Regions from separate parts of the Canis lupus genome. Here region 2 is linked to region 1. A link is a contact called in public Hi-C data. All regions are on one chromosome and are shown on one strand. The core of a region is the stretch at or near the end of the contact, and the rest is flanking DNA. Distances in the headings are between cores, read along the strand shown. Region 1 holds the start of ODC1 (ornithine decarboxylase). Region 2 has its middle 59 kb from the start of ODC1.

Region 1 (4,649 bases), core at 1,281-3,780:
TAATGACTCAGGCCCTGCTAACTCCCAGACCCAAGGCCAAGGGCCTCTGTCCAAGAGCTTCCCTGTAGCCAGCTGGGCCAGTACTCAAGGAAGCAGCACTGCCTCCTTCTCTTGCTTCTGTTTCTCTAACTGGGTCAGATGGATCATCGGGGCAAGACGTGGCCTCCCCAGAGGAAAGTACGGCATGTGGGCAGGAGTTTGCATGTTTAGTGTGGGCTAGCAGGAGAGGCAGCATATATGGGTGACCTGGGTGTGAGCAGCACGTAGGTACAACAGAGGGACAGACTATCTGGCTTCCTCCATCAAGACATTGCTTCTAATTTCAGTTAATACCTCTAAATCTAAAATATAATCACACAACTGAGCTGAAACGGGATCCTAGATCTGGCCCTAAACTTTCCCTTAATGGTTGGAGAAAGAGAAGCCCAGAGAGTCAGGGAGGCGGCCAGGTCACACTCACATGGCAGTAAGCTGCTGGCAAGATGGGGGCTGACTGTCCTCCCCACCCCCCCATGCCAGGCTGCTACCAGGATCCCATGTGTGGAGACATCCCATCCCCACTGCCTGGAGGAGGCTGCAGAGCCGGGACAGTGTTCGTCTCGCAGTGACTGGCTGATTGACATGCCAAGGAGAACTGGGGGTGTGGGCACTGATCCCTGTTTGGCCGTAGTGCTGGACAGGGGAGACTTCTGGAATGTGGGAAAAACTCTGTCATTGGGACAAAATGTTTCTTCACAGAGAGGGGGGGACAAATCCTTGTGTTCACCATGATTCTAGAGCTTGTCCCATTTAGTGTCTGGGCTGTAACATTCTCTGATGGGTTCTCTTTTTCTTAATTTTTATTCATTTATGATAGTCACAGAGAGAGAGAGGCAGAGACACAGGCAGAGGGAGAAGCAGGCTCCATGCACCGGGAGCCCGACGTGGGATTCGATCCCGGGTCTCCAGGATCACGCCCTGGGCCAAAGGCAGGCGCTAAACCACTGCGCCACCCAGGGATCCCTGTGATGGGTTCTTAATCTCATCCTCCATAGGGTGGAGATAACTCCCTTTCTCTTGTCCCTAGTCCAGTGGTGCCTGGCACCCACCCAGTAGCTGCTCAAGGACTACGTAAAAATAAAGTTGAACAAGGTATGCCCTAGGCCTGGGGGGACACTGCAAGGGAAACTTTTCAAACCTCACAGGCTTTTTGCCTCTGCAAAGATCCTTGGGTCATCTAGTCAAACCTCTTCCGAGGCCCAGAAAAGGGAGGTCATTGACCCAAGATCACACAGCAAGTGGGCACCAGGGACAGGGGAGAGCGCCGAGCTCCTCCGCAGCCCCTCTGCACCAACCGCCCCACCTGGGCCAGCTTTACCCGTCCTTTACATCCTCACAGGTGGCCCTCAGGTAGGTCACACCCCACACTCTAGGGTGGGACGTTGAGTGTTGCATTTCGCCTTCAAGGGGAAGAATGGTAAAATGAAAGACAGGGAAGCCCCCCACATTCCTTCTCCCCTCCCTGGGGCCAGCGGCGGGTGCCCGCTCCCCAAAGAGGTTCCCCCCTGCACCAGAGGGTTCACGCTCTAAGGGACAGCAGATTTCCCAGGGTTTGGGGTTTTTTATGTATTCATTGTGCCCTCAAAGCGAGGCAATGGCAGCCGCCCTCGGAGACGGCTGCACTGGCGACCCGTGGGTAGGGGCAGCGGAGGGGTTCGCTGGCTTGCAGCCCCTCCACGTCCTTCCCCGAGGCCCTGAGACAAGTCTCCGGCTTAACGCCGCGCGCGGCCTCGCGTGGCCGCCTGCCACGGGTCGGGGTCGGGGCACAGCTGACCGGGCCAGGCGCCCACCACCTGCCAGGTGACCCTCAGCACGCGCGCACCTGCCCCTCCGTGGGTCTGCGCCCGGGCGGGGGGGGCGGGGCCGGATGGGGCAGGTCCCGTCCCGGGGACGGCGGGGCCGGAGTCCACCTGGCGGGGTCCACGTGGACCTCGGGGCCCCGCGGTCCCCTGCCCCTGCCCCCGGGCACGAGGCATTTACAGCCGGGCGGGGGCACAGTGCTGCCCGGCGCGGGCGCGGACGCCGGGCATCGGTCCGCCGCGGGCTCCGCGGTCGTGCGGCGGCCGCTCCCGCCCCGAGGCCGAGGTCCTCCGCGCGCGCGGCCGGCGGATGGCGCCGAGGGCCGGGGACCTGCGGCGTCGTGCGCGTGCGCGTGCGCGGCCCGCCGCGGGGCCGGGAAGGGCGCGAGGCCGCCGGGGAGCCCTGCGGCGTCGTGCGCGTGCGCAAGGCCGCGGCGGGGGCCGGGCCGAGGGGCGCCGGGAGGCGCTGACGTCGGGTCGCCCGCGCCCCCCCGCCCCTCCGTCCGGCCGCGGGTTGGCCGCCGCCGCCGCGCTCCGCCCCCTTCCTCGGAGGACGCCCGGACGGAACCGATCGCGGCTGGTTTGAGCTGGTGCGTCTCCATGACGACACGCGCGGCGCTATAAGTAGCGGAGCGCCGGCCCGGCGGCTTTGTCAGTCCCTCAGCGTCCGCCGCCGCCGCCCCTCAGCCAGAGCTCCGGCGCCACCTCGGGCCGGCGGTCCTCCGCGGGAGGGAGCGAGGCGGCGGGCGGCCGGCGGACGGGGGACGGGGGCGGCGGGGCGGCCGGCGGTCCTGCGCGCTCGGCGGCGGCATCTCCATGGGACTGGCCCGCGGCGCCCGCGCGCTCTGAGGTGAGGGGGCGCGTCCGGGCGGGGGAGGCAGGGACGGGGCCGGCCACGTGTCCCCGCGCGCCGCGCCGCGCCGCAGGCCGGGAGGACCCCGGGGCCGCGGGGGACACGTGGTCCCGGCGCCGGCCGCGGCTGCCGACCCTGCGGGGCCTGCTGTCCCCCCGGAAGCGGGGAGCCGAGCCCCGGCCCCGCGAGCGCCCGGCGGCCGGAGGGGACCGCGGCTCCCGCTTCCGAACCACGTCAGGGGTGCTCGGAGCCGGAAGCTGCCGGGCAGGCCCGCGGTTTCCTCAACCGCTATTCTTCTTCTTTAAGACTCGCGCGGCAGCAGGTGCAGGAGAGGTGGGAGCGGGCCCGTGCGGGTCTCGGGCTCCCGTCGCTCGGCCCACTTGGGCTGCGGTGAGGCGGACCTTCGCCCCTCTCAGTTCTCGTGCAGAGGACGTGACCCGACCTAGAAGTTCGCCCGAGCGGAGCTATATGACGGCCGTCCAGGAGCCGTGGCAATGCCTTCTCCACTAGCCGCGGCCCGGAACGGTCCGGGAAGGGATCTTTGCAGGACTCAGAGGTTTAAGAAAGGCCTAGACTATTGAGAGCCCAGTTCGGGAGAACAGACCTACACGTAGGAGGCAGCCCTTAAGGGTTTGCAAAAAAAAAAAAACAAAAAAAAACAAAAAAAAAAAACAATGTATTGTGGTCGTTTGAGATCCCCCAATAATTGGTGTAAGTGTGGGAAGCAGAACCTCTCAGAAATGTTTGGGGAGGACAGAATGTGTTGACTTTATTTAAAGCTAAAAGTGGGCATCATTTCGCTGCCTCGTGACTTTTTTTTAAGCTGGTCCCTGTCTCTGGCAAAATACTTCGCAATTGGCAGGAAGGGATTTGGTAGCAGAGGAGCGCTGTCTTGGGTTAACCCGCCCTGACTTTTAAGTCAACTTCGCTGTACAGGGCACTACAAAGTGGAATGGCTCTGTGTTGCAAGTTATTCAAATGAAGCTTTAAGAGGTACTTAAGAGCAATTTATTTCAAAGTGGTGACAACTGCCCAAGTTTAAGCTTGAACACTGCCCTGAAAGCTATTTGACAAGACCCTAACTAACGATCCCGGTCTGTCACTGCACAAGCCTGTGATAAGTGTTCATTATATAGACAGGATGGGTTTGCTGTCCCTTTAGTCTCTCGACTTCCCCTAGAGGTGCTTCAGGCAACGCAGGAGGTTAACTGCGCCAGAAAGTCACACTAGATCAAGTCTTAAAACAAGTTCTACTAGGGGCGCCCTGCTGGCTCAGGCGGGAGAGCAGGCGGCTCTTGATCAGGAGGCTCTAAGTTCGAGCCCCGCGATGGGTGTAGAGATTTAAAAGAAAGTTTTAAAGTCTTAAAAGTCACACAACATCAAAAGACCAATTCTACCACGCATGGGTTTGGATTTATGGCAGGCTCGTCCCCCTGGGCCTCTCATAGTGTCCCATGCCAGAGCAAACCATGGCCCCGAACCATTGCCTGGCCTCTGCCGTAGGCTGCAGGCACTGAAGTGGGTCGCACAGTGGAAAGAAAGTCCTGCCTAACAGAAATTAAAAAGGTTATAAAATCAATAATTTTAAGATAACTCATTTACCAACGTCACGTGTAACAAAGACCGAGGACAGTGGCTCAGAATGTTACAAGCTTTATTTTTGCTTATTCATAATTCCTGTTTGCTTTTTTATTTTTGTTATTCATAAAGTTAGCCAAAAATCATTTCCATGTGATTATTGTCCTAGCTAAGCAAGGATCAGGGTGCCGGTAAGGACAGATGAGATTTGCAGAATCACTGACTTGACGCCCAGCCACGCTGGTTTAAGAACGCTGATTTCTGATCAGATCCCACAACTGTATACATTTTGTTGATGTGGTGATTACTCTCTGGAAAAATACATGCGTGGCATGAAAATAAAATAGCATAAAAATTAGCTCGTGAAATTCTTAAGGAAC
Region 2 (5,147 bases), core at 1,983-4,482, 58 kb before region 1:
CGCCTACTATAGAGATGACTAAGAACAGTTTTTTGGCACGGAGGAGATTAGGGGGAAAATCTCAGCCCTGGGAAGTTGTGACCACATACTAATCCTTGTGCATACTAGCCCAAATTCACATGACCTGAAGGGTTCAAAAAATCTTCAAGAAGCAGGTAGGTGTACATGAAGGCAATTCTGGAGTGAAAGTTCTACTGCATGGCATCAGCAGGTGCAGATCCTTTCTGGAAAAAAGTCACATTCATCCCATCCCATCCTCAAAAAATTCTCACAAAGTAATTTTTCAAGAACAGTAAGTACACTCAGTGAACTAGAAAAAAGCACAAAGGGAAATAAGGCAACAGGATCAGAATAAGGAGAAAAAAATAGCTAAGCCAACCCCCAAATGCTTCATATATTGAAATCATGGGAAATAAATCATAAAGCCATTCTTTCTGTTAAGAGAAATAAAATACAAGCTTAAAAATATCTGCAGGAGGATAGGGTGACAGGGTGATAGGCACTGAGGGGGGCACTTGACTGGATAGCACTGGGGGTTATGCTATATGTTGGCAAATCAAATTCCAATAAAAAAATATACCAAAAAATATCTGCAGGAAACAGAACTATTAAAAAAAAAAAAACTGACCTAGCAGATTTTTAAAAAAGAATCAAATAGATCTTTTTTAAAAAAATAGAAATGAAAACAATAAAAACTGAAATTTAAAATTCAGTAAATGGATTTAATAGATTAAATATAGACAAAGAGAGAATCAGTGAACTGGAATATGGGTCAGAAGAAATCATCAAATGATGGCACAGAGAAACTAAAAGATGAAAAAGAGGTTCAGGGATGGGCAGGAGAGAGTGAGACTGTCCAAAAACATTCTGTTGTAATTCCAGAAAGAAAGGCAAGAGAGAATGGGGCCAGACTATTATTGAAAGAGATAATATCTCAGAATTTTTCAGAACTGTTGAAAGATATCAATCCATAGATTTAAGAAGCCCCACAATGCCAAGGATGAAAAATAAAAAGTGAAAAGGATGTTCAGACTCTGAATGCTCACAACCTGTTCTCTTACAAGCAGAGTAGACCAGTGACATGTCCCACGGGCAGATGTTACTCAACCCATCCTGGAACGTGGAGCTCCTGCAGGGGCATGAACAAAGCAAATAGAAGTGCAATAATTGCCTCTGCAAAGTCCATTCCTTCTTTCCTGGCCTAGGTCTGCTGAGGGCTATGATCAGAATGACAGCTGAGGTGCCAATCCATCCTGACCCCCCAATTTATTATGTATAGCACAAGACAGATGGAGGAAAGGATGGAAATTCCATTCCTCCAAGACTGGATTCATTTATTATTGGGAAGTCTAGCATAAATTCCTTGTTGACCCCACTCAGCCCTATAGCTCAGTCTCCATGCCCAGCTTTGTAGTGCCATGCACTTAGCATTTGATAGCAAACACTCTGGGATCTCTTGTGTAGCCAAGAGAAAAATTCAGTCTTGTTAATTTTGGAATATCAAAGCTTACATCTCATTTTCAGGCGCAAAAACTGAGGCCAGAGAAGGTCAGGAACGCAGAGGAAGGTCTGAGGTAAGGTCAACCTGGGCCAGGGTCTCCTGATGCCCTGTTCAGGGTACTCTCTACTATTTGCATGCCCACTTCTCAGGGAACATGAGGGCTGACTAGTTCATCTTCTGGGATGCATTCAACAACTGGTCATGACAGCATGTAACAGAGTGTGTGAAAAAGAAGCTTCCTAAAGCTTCCCTGCGGGGACATGGAAATACAGATATGGGCACCCCAAATCCAAACAGCCCAGTTACATAACCGCGACAGCAAATGGTGAATCATTGCCGTGTAATGGAAAAATCAGATTGGTCACTAGGAAAAGTAAAAGGATCACTGCGGTGAGTCACTGGGCCCACCCTCACGTTGAGTCTCCGAAACACTACACCTACCGGTTGATTCAGAGTCTGGCCTTTGTCTTCCTTTCTTCCACATCAATGTTTCGATATTTCACAATGGAGCTTTGCAAGTGATGTGAATTTCTAAAGAAGGCTGGGCCAAAGCCCCGCACGTTGTCTCTGGACTGTTCTAATGGGTGGGCTCTGCACCTACACCCAGCAGAGATGACAGCTTAACGTGGAATAATAGCTAATATTGTTGAGTGTCTACTGTGTTCCAAAAAGACCCTCGGACTCTTGAAATTCGTTATACTGATTCAACCTCATTACAACTCTATGAGCTAGGCATTGTCCCCATTTCACAGATGAGACAGCTGAGGCTAAGAAGGATTAAGAACATGCCTGAAGTCTCATAGTTAGCAGGAAATGACAGAGGCAAGAATCATCCCAGGAAAATCCATCTGAAGGCCCACCTGCTTTCTACCAGAATGGCTTTTGTGACCTAAGGGAAAGGCAGACACCCAGGTGGTGGTTGTCATTAACGGGAGAGGAGACCGTGAATGGAGAGAGCCCCACGCTCCTGGTGCCCGCAGTGACTGTACAGTAGGCACGATCCTCCCCTTTGTAGTAGATTGTAAGAACTGAAATGGGACAAAAAGGCAAGGACAGCTCTTGGAAGAGGACTTTTTGTTCAGTGGAGGGCTATTCCCTTGGTAAACCACGTGGAAAGTTCTGGAAGGCAACCTTTTACTCAACACTGATGAGGAGCACTGGCCTATACTGCGTAGTGGAAACTCACCCAGAATAACATTTTCCAAAGCAGCTGTTCACGTGGTAGGCTGGGCGTGGAGAATGCCTCTTCCGCAGGAAGTTCCAGCTGAGCACACGAAAACACACTATGCTGGTGGCCTGACGAGCAATTCATTTGTTTATATACGTTACTGGTGTGACCCACTTCCCCAGCCACTTCTGCTTTTGGTATTCAAATTAGTCAGCGGGGTAGTTGTCCCAGGGCCTCAAGGACTCAGTTCAAAAGGGCCAGACCCTCTGTCTCCAGCTGTAGAGAAGCTGACTCGGTTTCCCTCTACAGCAGTTTCATCGGGACTTGACAGATCGTTGCCACGCACGGGTCCTTCTCAGTGCTTTTCCCCACTTCTGTCCCAAGGACAGTCCAGTTGGCCTGGAGGTGACTCCTCAGGGTTCCAATGAGGAGGAGTGGTCTCTGGTGGCCTCGGCTCAGCTGTGACTGCACCCCTGCACCAACCCTCCGCTGTGTGTGGGGCCAAGGGTGCTGGTGCCCTTGCTCACTGGGGTCTCCGGGTCCCTGTCCTCAGGGCCTCAGAACCTCTGTCCCAGCGGGCGGTGGCCAGGCCAGCAGTGTGTGTGCTCAGGTCGGAGGCCTAAACCAGCCCCTGCCCGGCCACACTCGGCCAAGTGCCCTCCCTCCTGGTGGGGCCTTGTCTCTCCCACCCTCGTAGGTTCTGATGATGCTGAACCTTACTGACCTCACTCCACACTCTTACAGAAGTCGATTCCAAGTGTGCTGGAGACCTAACTACAGAAGGAGAAAAAAACGAAGCCTCCAGAAGAGAAAATAGGAGAGCATCCTCATGGCCTTAGGATTAGCAAAGAATTCTTAAAACACAAAAAGGGCTAACTGTAAAGGGAAGAGCCTAGTAATCAGACTTGATGAAAATTAAGAGCTGCCGTTTGGGGGAACCTGGTTGGCTCAGTCAGTTAAGCATCTGCCTTGGGCTCAGGTCATGATCTTGGGGTCCTGGGATCCAGCCCCTCATGGGGCTCTCCTCTGTGGGAAGTCTACTTTTCCTTCTGCCTCTGCCTGCTGCTCCCCCTGCTTGTGCTCTCTCTCTCTGTTAAATAAATAAATAAAATCTTTAAAAAAAAAAAAAAAGCTGCCGATCATCAATTAAGATGCCATCACCACAGAGTGTAAAAGCCAGCCACAGAGTGGAAGTCCCTGGCCATACGTATTGGGAATGGGACGTATCTGGGGAATATATTTTTTAAAATTCTCACAAACCACTAATAATCAGAGAAGCCAGTAAAAAAAATTGGCGAAGGATCTGAACAGGCTCTTCACTGAAGACTAAATCCATCCAATGGCCAGTAAACAAACAAAATTGCATTCTCCTTCATCAGCCGCCGGGGACGTGCAGGAAACCACAACAGCTGCACCCCTGCCCTAGTGGCTCCTTGGAAAAGACACACGGTGGCTGGTGGTGGCAACAATGCTGGGCGCCTGGAACTGTCATCACTGCTGGTGGGAGGTGAAGATGCGTGCAATCACTTTGGGAAACTGCTAGGCCCCCTCGACTGAAGCTAAAGAGTAGCTAGTCCTAGGACACCGCAAGTCCTAGGACACGTCCACGGCACGTATGCACGTGTGCACAGAGCGTGTGAAAGAATACTCGCAGGAATCAAGTGCAAAGAAATGCAAATGTCTCCCCCAGCACCAAGGTGTACTCACATAATGGAATAGGACATGGCCACAAGGCCGAAGTGTTGATTCTCCGAGCAGCACACTCGAGATGCAAGCGTGCAGCTGAGCAGCGGAGAGCACACCGTGTGCTTTCTTGCACACCAAGTTCCAAAGCAGTGAAGAGAGGTCTGCAATGGAAGAAGTCAGAGGAGAGGTTACCCTTGGAGGAGTTAGTGCCTGGGAGAGGTACAAGGTGCTTTCTGGAATATTCCATGTCTTGTTCCGGGCACCAAGTTGTTCTCTTAGAATTTGTGTGCTTTTCTAATGCAGGTTGTAGTTGATGAAAATTTTTCTTTAAAAATGTGAAAGGGAAGGGGTCAAGGTGTCTACCTCTTTTCTCCCAGCAAGTGTCTTCCACTGTTTATGAATTTGCCCACCCTTTCGCCTCCGCTACAACCTTGAACTCTGTGTTTTAAGGATTATATCCAGGAATGGGCATGTGTATAACTGGGCAGGTGGACCTGGGGCCCCTGCTCAGAATACAGGGCATGAACTTTGCTTTTCCTGCTGGAGAAGCATCTGGCAACAGTAAAATGACAGCTTCTCTCACCAAAGCAAACAGGTAAGCTTTGCCTGACACCCTGCTACACACACACACACACACACGCACACACTCACTCTTGCTGTTTTTCTGTTTATGCAAGCTGCAGGCCCATTGTAGAACACGTAGAAAATACAGAAAAGAATAAGAAAAGTAGAAAAGTCATCCGTGATCCTACTGCCCAAACACAAAAGAACTTCTCATCTTGGCATGTTTTC

Evidence for each region. A called contact is a pair of places that touch in the nucleus more often than the background predicts.
Region 2: a contact with region 1 is called in a Hi-C map of blood, with 2.1 times the contacts expected there. The contact joins the enhancer-like site here to the promoter of ODC1 in region 1. A contact is called at or near these places in 2 of 9 Hi-C or Micro-C datasets (both in blood).

The regions. Positions count from the first base shown.
Region 1 is chr17:7,380,018-7,384,666 of UU_Cfam_GSD_1.0, reverse strand. ODC1 (ornithine decarboxylase) reads left to right here and starts at 2,530. Exons shown (of 12, transcript XM_038560768.1): 1 at 2,530-2,688. It overlaps LOC111090485 (a long non-coding RNA gene), which reads right to left and starts at 1,737. Exons shown (of 3, transcript XR_005372071.1): 1 at 1-1,737. It overlaps LOC119864027 (a small nucleolar RNA gene), which reads left to right and starts at 4,092; the gene lies at 4,092-4,224.
Region 2 is chr17:7,438,561-7,443,707 of UU_Cfam_GSD_1.0, reverse strand. No RefSeq gene overlaps it. Among named protein-coding and RNA genes, the nearest start is that of ODC1, 59 kb to the right of the region's middle. Within about 2 kb of position 3,232, at least 4 of the 20 cell types and tissues checked have an H3K27ac peak or open chromatin away from gene starts, as enhancers often do. A contact at or near this core is called in blood, where this site is marked.